2 separate regions of the Sus scrofa genome follow, and region 2 is linked to region 1. A link is a contact called in public HiChIP or PLAC-seq data. All regions are on one chromosome and are shown on one strand. Each heading gives the region's core, a stretch centred on a gene start, on an enhancer-like site or on the middle of the called end of the contact. The rest is flanking DNA. Distances are from core to core; before and after follow the strand shown. Region 1 overlaps NMNAT2 (nicotinamide/nicotinic acid mononucleotide adenylyltransferase 2). Region 2 holds the start of SMG7 (protein SMG7).

Region 1 (6,617 bases), core at 3,690-6,189:
TGTGAGATGCTCCAGCCAGCTCTGGGGAGCATCCAGAAAGGCAGGTGCCTTTCCTGTGGCCTTCAGACAGCGATGTGCTCATAAATAAAGGCTATTAAAATGTCATGAAAGAACTGGGAAGTGAAGAGTTTTGAGTACTTATTACCTTTGGTTTTTTTTTTTTTTTTTTTTTGTCTTTTTTTTTTTTTTTTTTTGCTATTTCTTTGGGCTGCTCCCATGGCATATGGAGGTTCCCAGGCTAGGGGTCGAATTGGAGCTGTAGCCACCGGCCTATGCCACAGCCACAGCAACGCGGGATCCGAGCCGCGTCTGCAACCTGCACCACAGCTCACGGCAACGCCAGATCGTTAACCCACTGAGCAAGGGCAGGGACCGAACCTGCAACCTCATGGTTCCTAGTCGGGTTCGTTAACCACTGCGCCACGACAGGAACTCCCACCTTTGTTTTTAGTACAAATGCATTTAACTGCTACTTAATATAATTTAATGTTTGGTATTGGCCACATTTAACAACCAACTGGGAAAATTCCTAAACATTTTATAAATGGTCCCAGCAAACCTGTATGAGCTGACTCAGGGGCACCCCTAAACCTGGATTGGAGGATAAGACCTGATGTCCCTTGAAATGACATCACATCTGCTGGGCCTCCTGGGAGAAGCTGGTGCTCAGGTGCAGCCCCACGCTTCCACCCGCTGACAAGGGAATCCGGGGTGTGAGGGGGAGGCCTGGAGTATCTCTGTAGCTCAAGCTGAAAACAGAGCATGTCTGCTGGACACCAGGCTGCCTCTCATCCTTCAAGCATTCCAGTTGTCGCCAACCCTCCTTGTCACCTGGACCTGCATTGACTTCACGCTCTCGCTGTCTGACCTCCACCGGCCACAGACACGCGTAACCCTAGACTACTCTGGAACCTTGGAATGATCCGTTTTCCGGTTTGCTTCTTGGGGTTGCCCTTAACTTGGCTCACTTCCGTGGGTTCCGTGTAACCACCCTCCACCTGCTCTGTCTCCGGGGGTGGGGGTAGGCTATGGATGGCTTTCTGCCCCCCTCTCCTGCTCGTCCTCCACGCCCTGGAATCCCCTGGTTAGGAAGGCAGGCGAGCTCGTCCACTGCGGGCCCAGTGTTGTGGGCCGAAGAAGAGTCTCTCTGGCTGGCAGTGAACTCAGCTCCCATGTCTTTTGGATGATGGAGAAGTTCTGAAGGGAAAATTGCCAACGGATCCAGCCCTACCTCCTGGGAACCTGCCTGAATCCAGTTAGATGTCAAAGGGGAGATAACTAAGACTCTGATCTTGGCTGGGGAAGAACGATTGATTAGTCGTCCTTCCACGCAGGGCGTTCAAGCCTCTCCCCTCCCCCACTTTGCCCATGGTGGAGGTAGGTGGCTCCAAACGTCCCCCCTTCCCAGCCCTACTCACCGATCTCCTCGTACCGCATCACCGTGCCCAGATTGGCGTTCTCGTCTAGGGAGGAAAGGGGAAACGCAGAAGCATCAGGGAACCAACTTCCTGGCAGAGGGAGAACACGGGGTGGGGTGTGGGGTGGAAGTAGGGGCGTCTGAGTAGCATAAATGGGGAGCATGGTCCAGCTTAAAATGGAGGGGGGGCATCTCCTCAGGCGCTGGGGGGAGGCTTCACTTTCCTGGGACTTTCAGAATTCAACAGCCTGGCTGGGCAGCCAATGACAGACACACAGGTGCTCATGCTGAGCGCCTTCTGTTTCTTTCTGTATTCGGGGGAGGGTGGTCACAAGAGCAACGTTCTCAAACCTAGGGAGACAGCTCGTAGAGTCACAAGGAGGTGGCTCTCTCTTGGTTAGCATTACCTGGTTCAAAGCACGCTGAGACTTTTCACGTGGCAGAATGCAGAGCCTGGGGAAGACGCAAGACCCAGGCTTTGCCGTGTGCTCTAAGGGTGCACAGAACCACAGAGATGCCAGCTTGGCCCCCTGCCTCCCTGTCTCCTCAACATCCCTCTTAGTTCCTTTTCAAGGTTGGAAGCTGGAAATCTCAGGAAAGGCAGAAGACACCCCCCAAGAGTCAAATGAATGAGGGTTGGGCTTTCAGCTCTTCTGCTGGGTGGGATTTGGGGTTTGTATGGGAAAGAGCTCCAGAGACAGATGTTCTCAGATGCTCTCATCCATGTTGGGTCCTCAGGGTGCAGCAAAGGAAAGGGCTTGTGGGTTCTTAGCCTCTCAGCAGGAGTACTGACCCTGCCAGAGCTGGGAGGGCCCGGGGTGGGGGATGCTGGGCCCCTGAGACCTCTGTGGACACACTCTATAGAGGGGAGGACCAGCATAGCCCAGGAGAGGAGAGGAGTACAGGAAGTCTCCAGGTGCCCCGGGGCCAGGATGACTGTGCCTCTGGGCTCCCCTAACGGCTTGGCCCCGAGGTCCTGAACATCCTCTGTTTCCTCTCAACCATGGCTCTATAGATGCTTATCCCACAGCAGCAGGTGCTGGGGCCGGGAGCATCTGCTGAATGGATGAAGGGAGGAGGGAAAGAAAAGAGGCAGGATTGGTCAAGAAAGTCCTTGCATCCTTACCCACAAAGGTGAAGCGCTCCACCGGCGGGCGGACACAGCAGATCCGGCTTAGGCTCTCACCCACCTTTCCCAGGATCTTGGCTATGAGAGAGAGCAAGGGACAGAGGGGGAACCACTCACAACTCACACTCCCCTCAGCCCTGAGTTTGGGCCGCTGGAATCAATGTAGCTGCTCTGGAGGGGCGGGGGTTGGGGCGGGGGAGGCAGGAGGAGGACAGAGAGAAAGAACAGAAACCTGACAGCCCCAACTCCCTCTCCGCATCCACGGTCCAAGGCATAAGCATTCTGAGCCCTAGATGGGAATCTATTTTCTAATCGTGTTTATTACACTATTGAAAAATTGGAAAATATGGAAGGGGAACATATATATATAAAGGAAAATAAAAAGCACCCATTATTCCACGGCTAGAGATAATCACCACTAAAGCATTCACTTAGTATTTTTCTTCTATTTTTATTATATGTGTTATGCAGATTGGTCTATGTAACAAAAGTTGTAAATATGCTGTAGTGTATTTTCCATTTAATGGACATGTGCTCTGTTTGCACTTTTTTTTTTTTTTTTTTTTTTAAATACCGTGGGCTTTTTCTCAGCCACTCCCAACATGAAACACTAATGCCCAAATCCACGGAGACTCGGCCTGTGGCAAGGAACTCAGAATAATTTCTGCTGGGCGAAGGCCTTCTTTCCCATGCAGATGGTCTTTAGAATAATCAGACATCCTACTTTGGCTGAGGGGGATCTGGTTTTCAGTGATCTCTCTGGGCTCTAATCCAGAAATTTTTTCTCAGGCCCCACATAGAGCTGTATGCAAACTATGCAATTCTGGCTCTTCCTTATGAATTACCCTATTTATGACAGACTGATCACAAAACAGCTCATGGTCTCTAGGATTGAAAAGTAATACTAGGATCTGTCTCTTGCAAATTGGCCTAGAAGAAAATCCTAGAACATGGACCTTGGAATCAGACAGTTCTAAACATGAACTCTGGCTCTTCTACTCCTGAGCTGTGTGACCTTAAGCAAATCACTTACCTTCTCTGAAGCTGTTTTCCCTTTGTAAACAAGACTAGAGTATCTACATCACAGAAGTACTGCATTAAATGAAAACCCCTGTAAAGCACTGAGCACCGTGCAAGCATATAGTACTAGCTGTTGGCTAAGTGTTGGGGCGGTGCTGCTCTTTGTCACCAAAGGGATGGCTGAGGTGTGGGGCTCTGGCTACAGAGTGCCTGGGTTTGACTCCTGGCCCCGCTACATCCCTGCTCTGTGACCCTGGGCAAGATCCTCAACCCCTTGGAAAAGGCAGAGAAAACTCCCCCTTTGCAGCTTCGATCCCCGGTTAAGGCAACCACATTTACGTAAAATGCGCACCATCACCCCGTCTCTCTCTCTGTCTCTGTCCCTGTCTCTTTCACTGCGGCTCTTTCTCTCTGATGCTCTATATTAAGAGTTCCCAAAGTACAGTCCCTGGACCAGAGCATCAGCGTCACCTTTTTAAAAGCGCAAATTCTTTTCCTCCTAGCCCCACTGAATCAAATTCTGGGGTGGCATTTAGCGATCTGGATTTGAACAAGCCATCCAGGCAATTCTGAAGCTTGAGGACCACTGTTCTATAGCAACGTTTCCTTACCTGCCGTGGGCTTGGTGGGCACATTGCTGTTCTGGTAAATGGGCTGGGAGGTCTCATTCTGGGGCTGTCCGATGACAGGTGTCATGGAGGGTGTGTTAACATTGGAGAGGATGCAGCCAGTCACCCGCTAGGGGAAGAAGGGCAGAGTCGGTGACATTAGCCAAGTGACTTACGCAAGCGTTTCCCAGTTATTGCCAAATGCTCATCTGCTTGTCCACCATCGTGAGGTGTCCTGGAGCTGCGAAAGAGGACTGGGGTGGGTTCTAGACCCAGCTGTCCCATGACCACACGAGGCTGGCAGGAGGCAAGAGAGCTCAATGGGAAAAAGCACGGGATGTGTTGATGCACAGACTTGGGTTCGAGTTTGAGCTCTGCCCCCCTCTGGCTGTGTGACCTTGGATAGCTACTTAACTGCCCCTGAATCTCCATTCAGGAACCTGACACACAGAGGGAACAGAGCTGCCTTTCTGGGTTGCGGCAAGATTACCCAAGCGAACACACACCGAGTGCCTCTAGTGCATCCGGCATGTAGCAGGAACTTTGTACACGTTGTGACCTCCTGCGGATCATGCATACCTGCCCCTCCACCCCCCCTTGCTTCATGGGGCTCAAATGAGGTCATGTCTGCAAAAGGGCTGTACAAGCTTGGGAAAGGTCATACAAACACCAGGCGCTATCACCACCTGCCACCTCTCCAGGCCAGAGATGCCAATGGCAGGGCCAGGCCGGGAGTGGTGCCAGGCAGAGCAGGATGTGTTTGTGCTGCAGGAAGGGGGGGCGGGGTTCTGGGCACTCTTGCGCCTGCTCACAGTGTGAATGCACATTCCAGAGCCAAACGGAAATTCTATGTGTATTATCCATTGTCCCGTGTTATCTGGCCCGCTGCTTCTCTCTAGGGCCACAGAAAACACAGAACTGATAACGCAGCATTCTTCACAGCTGACCCAGAAGCAACCCCCGCCCCTTTGCCTGAGTGGGTGGGAGAGAGAAACAAAGGATGAATTTTCAATCTGTTTAGCTTCCCAGAGCCCTTGCTTATTCAAGGTCCCTTCCCTGAAAGCCAACCATCACCCTTTCCGCATTACTGAGTCTGGCTGCCAGAGGGTCCCCAAGTCCCAGGGCTGAGGTCACCCTCCAAGACATCTTCCACCCGCAATCCCGCAGCCAGAGCAGCGTGTGAGTCCTCCCAAGCCCTGGAAGGGCAGGCATTCCCTCTTGTGGGGTGACCTGTCACTGCTGCAGTATTCCTGACAGGAGATGGTCACGACAGCATCCGGCCACATCTGGGGGCCAGCTGAGGTCGGGGACCACGGGGGTCTTCTCAGCCGGCTTTGTGGGAGTCTCCGCCCAGCTGCAGCCAGTGGAGTGGAGGGGACAGTCTGCCCTTTTTTATTATGATTTCACCTCCAGGAAAGAAAATGCCACATGCCCATCAAATAACTGGTGTGGTAACTGAGGACTTTCTTCCTCCTGCAGCGTGTGCATCATTCGTCCCATTGGACCTGTTTGGTGCTGGAGGAGAACAGTGCTAGCCACCTGCTCCACTCTGCCCCCACGTGCTCCCATGTTCTCAAAAGCCTGTATCACCTATCCATCCCGCGTCTCTCTCCTCCCCCCCCAAGAGGTTTGCTTTCCACGCAGGAACACAGGCCTGACGCTGGGACTGGGGAGACAGGCAGCTCCAAGCTCCCACTCCAAAGTGCATCATGACTGACATTAGCTGCGGGTCTATGACCATGACCGCAACAGCTGCGGCCCCAGCCAAGCATCACTGGCCCAGACTCCTGCCTCTGGGCATGAGTAACAGAGGGAGGGTTCGAGAAGCCCAGACATCTAGACAGCAGAAACAGCAGCCAGGCTTCCTGGCTGGTATAGCCAGGGCTCAGGCCTGCCTGCGGGGCCCCTGGTTCCTCCCTTCCATCGTGCAGCCTGCAGCTCCTGGGTGAGCAGAAGGAGCGCTGGTCCCCAGCCGCGTCCCCAGCTGACATGTAGTGTGAGAAATTCACTCATGTGAAGCCACTGAGATGTGAAGGATGTTGGCCTATCTTAGCCTGTCCTGACCGATACATCCTTATACAGCAAGAGGAGAGGTCTTTGATCACTGCTGCTGTTCAGACCAGCCCAGAGGAGCAGGTCAGCGCCACTCTATGTCAGAGTCCTTTCCAGGGGGCCCAGGACAGACTCAGGATGTGTGTGAAGGGTTCTGAAAGCAGAAAGAAGGGGGATGGGATTTCTTCAATTCCACGGGGAAGGAACTTAACAGGTGAAGCCGCAGCCAGCCAGTCCTTTCTACTGCCCTTGCTCTTGACTTCCTGGGTGGCCTGGAGCCCCCAAGATCCAGCACTGTTGAAATAAAGCACTGTGCACAGCTGGTGGAGTGTGGGGGCTCTGGGGCTGCTGAGAGCCCTCCAAGGAGAAGATTCTGACAGGCCCTCTGACG
Region 2 (7,423 bases), core at 3,498-5,997, 170 kb after region 1:
CCTGCGTTGCTGTGGCTCTGGCGTAGGTTGGCAGCTACAGACCCCTAGCCTGGGAACCTCCATATGCCGCAGGAGCAGCCCAAGAAATGGCAAAAAGACAGAAAAAAAAAAAAAAAAGAAAATGGAAGTGGTAAAATAACAGAGGCAGGGAAACAAGGAAGGTGTGCGTATGTGTTTAAGCAGGTGTGTGTACATGGGGTTTCCTATGGTTGTGAAGAAGAGATTTATGACAATGTTCAGTGTCACATTTTCTGTGTTCAAAAACAGCAGTCTGCCCTACAGAAATTCAGCAAGCGTAGACTGTAAAATAGCAAAAGATTTTTTTTTCTTTTAGTTGGGTGTTTTAAGAAAAAAACAGCGCTTCTGGGTAATAGAACAGATTCTGACATGAAATACATTGATTTTACACTACAGACCCCAAGATGGTTTCAAAAGCACTGTGCTTGAAGTAGTAAAGAGATTCGTGAACACTAAGGACTTTGGAGACTACAGAGTATGAGAGGCTAAGGGTTTTGTTGTTGTTTTGTGTTTTTCTTTTCTGGCCACCTGGCAGCACATGGAGTTCCCAGGGCAGGGATCTGAGCCCCAGTTGTGATCTACGCAGCTGTGCAGCACTGGATCCTTTAACCTGTTGTGCTGGGCCAGGGATCAAACCTGCGTCCTGGTGTTTCAGAGACACTGCCAATCCCATTGCCCCACAGCAGGAACTCCCAAGAGGCTAAGGTTTTAATTTTCTTTTTTAAGAGCCTTCAGTCTTTGTTACGAGCATTTCTTCTTGTCTTCTCTAGGGTCTGCATCCATTAAATGAGCAGATATGATTTTAAGTTCTGGTTCTTTCCCAGAGGTCTTTTCTTACTGGGAGTTGAGAGAAATTCTTGAAGATTAATAAGCTTTCCCTTATTAATATTAGGAGAGTCGAGAAAGACAGAGAGTGAGCTCTGACTACTACTATTCTCTGTCACCTCACTATTCCCCAAACCAGAAGTTTCTTCTCTTAAATCTTGGATTGTAAAGCTCCCTGACTGTTCTGGAGGCTCAGTGACTCCTTAGAAATGAATGAAGAAATATACACTCAGTGAACTGTTTGAGAAAGGCGGCTGACCCTTGATCTAAGAAATCTTGAGCAACAGGAGACCTGAGTTTAATCTTCAATTTGTATCTGACTCACTATTTGAAGAAAAGAAATTACTCACTTGATTGAATGACTTAGCTCCAGGTCTGAGGAGTAGTACTGAAGAGAACATGGGTCAGCTTCATACACATTGTGTCCTTGAGTACTGCAATTGATAAATGATAAGTCGTTCTCATCAAAACAGAAACACACTTAAGTTCCTAATTGCACACGTGATTTGGAAACAATCAGAATGTGTAGGTTAAATATTAAAATAAATTAGTGCTTGTTAAGGTTTCATGGAACAGGTGTGATGTCTATTATTATAAAAAGGGAGGAGGCTTGCTATGCATTAAGTGTCAGGTTATTGAAACTCTGGGTAAATTTGGTAGGAATGTCAAGAACAGCTTCTCAGCGGAGTTCATGCTGTGGATCAGTGGTAATGAACCCAACTAGTATCCACAAGGATGTGGGTTTGATCCCTGGTCTTGCTCAGTGGGTTAAGGATTCTGTGTTGCTATGGCCGTGGTATAGGCAAGCAGCTGCAGCTCCAATTCAACCCCTAGCCTGGGAACTTCCACATGCCATGGGTATGGCCCTAAAAAAAAAAAAAAAAAAAAAGAGTGAATACATCGGGATAAGACAATACCTCACTTGAAACAACACAAACTTAAAATAAATTTGATAACTGATGATTCAAAAGAAGAAGAGGAATAGCTTCTCAGCAAGTACCCTGGTCTCTCGTTGAAAGCTGGCTACTCAGGCAGAAATGTTGTTATATTAGGCTGTTTTCTGTGTTAAAAGCATCTTTTAAAAATTTCAACTCTCTAGAATCTGACTCACAGTGCCCTATCATTATTGTATTCTGTAATCAGTCATGAATAAAGAAATCTATCTTATAGCACTGAATGAGAATAAATTTGTGTGTCAGGTCTATGCATATTTCAGACAAACAAGATAGACTGCCATTTAAAAAAATAATGTTATGCTGTAGTAGTTTGAAATTATTAGTTTTAACTTGATATAAGAGCAAGAGGGCAAAAAATAAATCAACATTTATCAAGTGCCAGGGTTGTATGTCAGGCATGCATATATTCAGTCACTTATATCATCACAGGAAGTTCACAGGAAGCCTGTAATAGGTAACTTTTCCACTTTGGTCAAGTAAGAAACTCAAGTTCAGAGACTGAGATGACAGAGTTGGGATGCACACTCAGGTCTGCTAGCTTGTAATCGTTCCATAAAATCATTTAGGCATAAATTGAAAAACTTAAGATCAGATAGGATTAAACGAAATGAAACAGCTTCTCATATATAATTTCTTTTGGTGGAGGTGTAATCTATATCTGCAGGGGAAAAAAATGAACAATACTGTAGACAGATGCTTACATTCTACAAATCTATTGATGGGGGCCAGTAGAAAGACCTGAGATTGTAAAATATGAATTAAGCAGTATGCAAATTTGGGTCATAATTTTTCTGTGTCCTATTGATTTTTAAAAGTTATTTTCAAGATGGGCATCACTGTTTTATAATCTATAAAATGCAGATGTTACTATTCTATCTAGTTTGCAGGGACACTAAAGGTATTGAAGAATCTTATAAGATTCTTAGGAAAACTGCTATATAATACAGAGATTTATTTCTATGTTTCACCTTCATCTGCATACCTAAAGCACTCTATTCTTACCTTAATTGCCACACCCTTCATACTGGATCCTAATCAATTCTTTATTCTCTGGCATCTCTGCCAAAAGGTGCATTCCTCCAAGACAGGGACCATGTCTCCTCCATGGTGGTATGTGTAGTAACCTGGACAGTGACTGAAACACAATGAGTGCTCAGTAAATGTCTATTGAATAACACTAAACAATAAAAGGATTCATTTTTCTGATCCCAGTTTCTTTATTTCCAAAATGAAAAGACAGTAATATTTTCCTATATTGCTTGTCAGTAATCTCATGATTTGTGCTCATATACTGTTGACAGGAGATAAAAGCCTGATATAAAGGATGTTATGACTGCCAAGGGGGTGATTATTTTACATAACATAAAATTTTTATTCTGGCTAAGATCTTTTTAAAAATATAACCAGTACAGAAGTTTCTGTTGTGGCTCAGCATTAATGAACCCGACTAGTATCCATGAGGACTTGGGTTTGATCCCTGGCCTCACTCAAGTGGGTTAAGGATCCAGCGTTGCTGTGAGACGTGGTGTAGGTCACAGATGCAGCCTGGATCCCTCATTGCTGTGGTGTAGGCCGGCAGCTGCAGCTCTGATTCAACCCCTAGCCTGGGAACTTCCATGTGCCACAGGTGAGACCCTAAAAAAAAGAAAAAAAAAATCTAACCAATAAATTTCAGGAAGGAAATGCAGGGTATTTTAGGTAGTTTTAGATAGCATTAATCTCCATCCTTGGGCTCACAGGTTTAAAGGAAAAGCTGGACCCTAACCAGAGATGAGAACAACCTTTCACTAGGTGGCTCTCTTTCCTCTGAGTGGGTGGCAGGGATAAGGAGGCATTGTACAGCTGCAATCAATGCGTGTCACACTGCATCACAGAAGGTGCTTGAAGCACTCCGGGCAGAGTTCAGTTTCTATTTCATTAATTATAATGTCCTTGGGATTTATTTCAAAGTATCTGGTATTTTCATTTCCTCCAAATTTACACATAGACAGACATCGGTCGGGCCTTTTAACAGGTGCAGTTTCAGGGAAGGATCAGGAAAGCGCCTTCTCACCTAGCACAAAAGACAGCAGAAATCAGGTACCTCAACCAAACCGAAACCAAAATGGCCCTTTAAAAATTCCGATTTCAACTATTCAATGAGAGCTGTATTCCTGGAGAGGTTTATATGATTACATAGCCTAAAGTACTTTGGGATAGCTATTTAAATGACTCCACAATACAAATCGAAAAAATGTCAAATAATCCTTTCAAACCATTAGATGACCACTTCTCCAGCTACATCTTGGACACTCTATTATCATTGATCCCATTCTTTAGTCTGCCTTTTGGAGACAAAACACACATAATAATCATTCAAAACCATTTGTTCAAAGAATGAAAATCCTTTTCCTAGAAGCCTGTCATTGGAACTTTGCACCAGTATCTAAGTTTTTCTTGATACTATTTTACCCAACGCCTCCTCTCCAACCCAAAAGATACAAAATGACAAAATCCTAAAATACCCTGAGAGAACCGGAAGTTTGTAGAGGAGAAAGGAACTTGGAGGTCGGCTTTTGATCATTAAGGGGGACCCCCACTGGGGAATCATCCTCTGAGAGAGAGGGCTGTCATCAGCGTCTCACCACATCCCCAGCTCTAAAGACCACTTGTTAGCCTTCCAGGATGTGTTTCCACTTTCACTCTGGCCTCCTTGCGGCAGGAGGTGGCTCGGGAAGGCCACGAGGGGAACTCTGAGAAGATTCGGTCACCGAGGCTGTGTGTGGGGTGGGGTTTGGGGGATTTCTGTAAGGGGTCGACCCGCCGGGGAAAGTCGGACGTCTCTGTCGGCAGAAGAGGGATCTCGGCAGTCGTGTGCCGTTCTCCTCCCTCAGGGACCCCGTCCAGGCGGGATCCCGCCTCCCAGAGCCCGAGGCAGTTGTGGGGAAACCCCTCGCCCGCCTAGCTGCCAAGCGCCACCGTTCCGCCCTACCAGCTCCAGCCCGCCGCCCACCAGCCTGCAGGCTCCGCATCGTCCTCGCAGGCCCGGCCCTCCGCACACCTCGCACGGAGAGGAAAACTATGGAGGTGGTTTCCGCCCGTAGGCGGGTGGAAAAGCCCATGGTGAATGCCTCGGGGTCTCCCCCATCGCTGCGGGAAAGGGAAAGGGAGGAGGAAATGAACTTCACTCCCCAAGAGAACTACCCGTATTCCCAACCTGAGGGGAAGCCTTTGGATGGAAGGGAAGCCAAGGGGGAACCCTGGGCACTTCTCCGGGAATCCACTCGCCAAGGGAGGGTCACTCGGTGCGCACAAATTGGTTACTATGACAATACAACTGCAGCCTTCAGTTGCCTTGGCAGCTGCTTATCCAATCCGATTGGTTTCTTTTCTTCCCTGGGGCTCCACCCTATCCCCTCCAACAGTCTCCCAGCGTGAAGGGGGAGGGGCCGCAGAAAAAAAGGAGGGGGGTCCTTTAGCGTCACTCTAGGGCTCGAGGGCAGATCAGAAACGAGGGACTGGCGGCCGGAACTGTACGAGGAAGGGGAGGCGTTTCCGGTACGGAAGAGTGGAGGGGTGGAAAAAGGAAGCTAGAAATTGGGTGGAGTGGAAAGACGGGGGAAGACTTTCAGTGTAACTCCCAGTTGATTTGGGCTCAATGTTCCCGGTGAGGGTGGGGTTGCCCCCTCGCGCGGGAGGAGAGGGGTGGATTGGCCGGAAGCCGCCGAGCGTCTCCAGCGGGCTACTCAGCAGCCGCGCAGGTGCAGCCGAGCTAACAGATCCCAAGAGGGAGCGCTACCGAAAGGCGGAAATCGCCAGGAGGGACCGGCGCCGCTGAAATCTCGCGAGAGAGACCCCCACACTTCCTTCCTCTACTTCTCCCTCCTCTTTCCCCCGCCCCCATCCCTCCTCCCTCCCCCTCCCCCTCCCGGGTCGGAGTGTCCCTGCGCCCCACGGGCCGGAGCAGCAGCGAGAGCAGCTTTCCCCGCTCCCTCCCCCTCGCCTCACTCACCCCCACCCCCCCGCCGAGCGAGGAGGAGCCGGAGGAGAGGAAGATGGCGGCGGCCGCCAGCACCCGCGGTGCCGCGGGGCCGCTCCGAGGAGCCTGAGAGACCCACAGAGGCTTCGCGGGAAGACGCGGGCGGCGGAGGATGAGCCTGCAGAGCGCGCAGTATCTCCGGTGAGTGCCGAGGACGGCCCGTACGTAGAGGGGAGCGGACCGAAGGTTCGGGCATGGAGCAACAGACACAGAGGTGGTATGTCCGGGGTGGCGGGGGAGTTGCTGTGTCCTCTCGTTCTCCGACGGAGAGGCGGGGGCTGCGAGAGGCTCTGCGGGAGGGGGCGGAGCGGGCACACACATGGGTGCCTAGCCCCCACGGGCCGGCCTGAGTTCCAGCGAAGCCGGCTCCTCTCGGTGCGGGGAGGGAGGTTAGGAAAGCGTGAGAACGTGTGTGTGCGCGCGCCCCGGGTCGCGGGCTCGCAGGCGAGGGGTGGGGAGAGGCGCTCCCAGAGGCGGCCGCGACCCCGAGTGAAGGTGGGTGTGGAGGAGTCTGATGCGGGTGGCGGAGAAACCTGGTGTGGTGTGGGATTGGCTAGAGCGATGCATGGGGAGAAGACGAGGTGGAAGTCTGCACACCTGGGGTGAGTAGGGGGCTGGGAAGGAAGGACTAGTGGAGCGAGAGACCGCAGGAAGCTGGAGTTTGTTCTTCATTCTGGGGTTGGAAATACGGAGGAATAATGTCATCTGTAGTTAGTTGGCGGGTGGGGGGTTGGAGGCGTAAAGAAGGGGAATGGATGAGGAAGTGAGGAAAGAGGGAGGTACTGTGGACGGGGTTGGGTTCCCCCAAAGAACCTGGGTTAGAATCAGTGCATTTGGAAGGTACCATTCTAAGTGTCGTGTGGCTTAAGAGTGGTGTTAAGCACTTGTATGTGGGGGGGTAGTGTGACACATGGGTATAGAGTGTGAGAGTATGTGTATCTGGGGAGGATTAAGGGGGGCGATTGATGCATATTGTAGGTGGAAGAAGATGCAGACACAGTGGAACCAAGTGCATGATGGCGAGAGCATATTGAACAGAAAGACACCAGCTATTGTGCAGCTAAGAAGGTTCCATGGAAGCAGACTAAGAGCTTGGAGGTGGGGGTAGAGGTAAACGAGGGTCAAAATCCTGATGGCAGGGAAAAATAAAAAGATTGTTGGAACCTGAGGTTAATTAAGGAGTTGCCACTGCTTAGAAGGGGGAAGGAAGGCCTTGAAACGGGTCCTTTTTGGCTTTAACAGAACTAAAAGGGCTCACTTATGGGAAAATGCTTTAAAAAGTGGTTTCACACCTTGTGGAGGAGGGAATTGGATGGGGTAGAAGTCTGAAATGAGCCCAAAGTCACTTAAGCTGTTTAGTGAAGTGAAAATGGATCCTTGCATGTGTGTTGGAAGGAAGGTATGTAGTTAAGTGATACATGAGGGTAGCTATTCTACTTTTGAAAGTAGTAATAGTTTTATTAAGCAGAGTGTGCAAAGGAGGAAATGAGATCTTTCAATTATTGTTGAATCCCCAAGTTTAACGGGTACAGGATCCATAATACAACATATATGCCCAATAGCAGGTAGTTGGAATAATACCTATACATTGAGGTCCATTCTTCTC

Evidence for each region. HiChIP or PLAC-seq counts read pairs in DNA pulled down with a chosen protein or histone mark.
Region 2: a contact with region 1 is called in an H3K27ac HiChIP or PLAC-seq map of skeletal muscle. The contact joins the promoter of SMG7 here to the enhancer-like site in region 1. A contact is called at or near these places in 2 of 5 promoter capture datasets (fetal skeletal muscle and liver), 15 of 47 Hi-C or Micro-C datasets (embryonic fibroblasts, fetal heart ventricle, fetal skeletal muscle and 8 more) and 2 of 2 datasets of contacts at active chromatin or transcription factors (alveolar macrophages and skeletal muscle).

Annotation. Positions count from the first base shown.
Region 1 is chr9:124,521,417-124,528,033 of Sscrofa11.1, forward strand. NMNAT2 (nicotinamide/nicotinic acid mononucleotide adenylyltransferase 2) reads right to left here. Exons shown (of 14, transcript XM_021063806.1): 8 at 4,178-4,304; 9 at 2,544-2,624; 10 at 1,419-1,463. Among named protein-coding and RNA genes, the nearest start is that of LAMC2, 97 kb to the left of the region's middle. Within about 2 kb of position 4,940, at least 38 of the 83 cell types and tissues checked have an H3K27ac peak or open chromatin away from gene starts, as enhancers often do. A contact at or near this core is called in fetal skeletal muscle, liver and skeletal muscle, where this site is marked.
Region 2 is chr9:124,691,685-124,699,107 of Sscrofa11.1, forward strand. It overlaps SMG7 (protein SMG7), which reads left to right and starts at 4,748. Exons shown (of 22, transcript XM_021063792.1): 1 at 4,748-5,958. The coding sequence starts at 5,930. NMNAT2 (nicotinamide/nicotinic acid mononucleotide adenylyltransferase 2) reads right to left here and starts at 6,227. Exons shown (of 14, transcript XM_021063806.1): 1 at 5,791-6,227; 2 at 2,802-2,934; 3 at 1,194-1,277.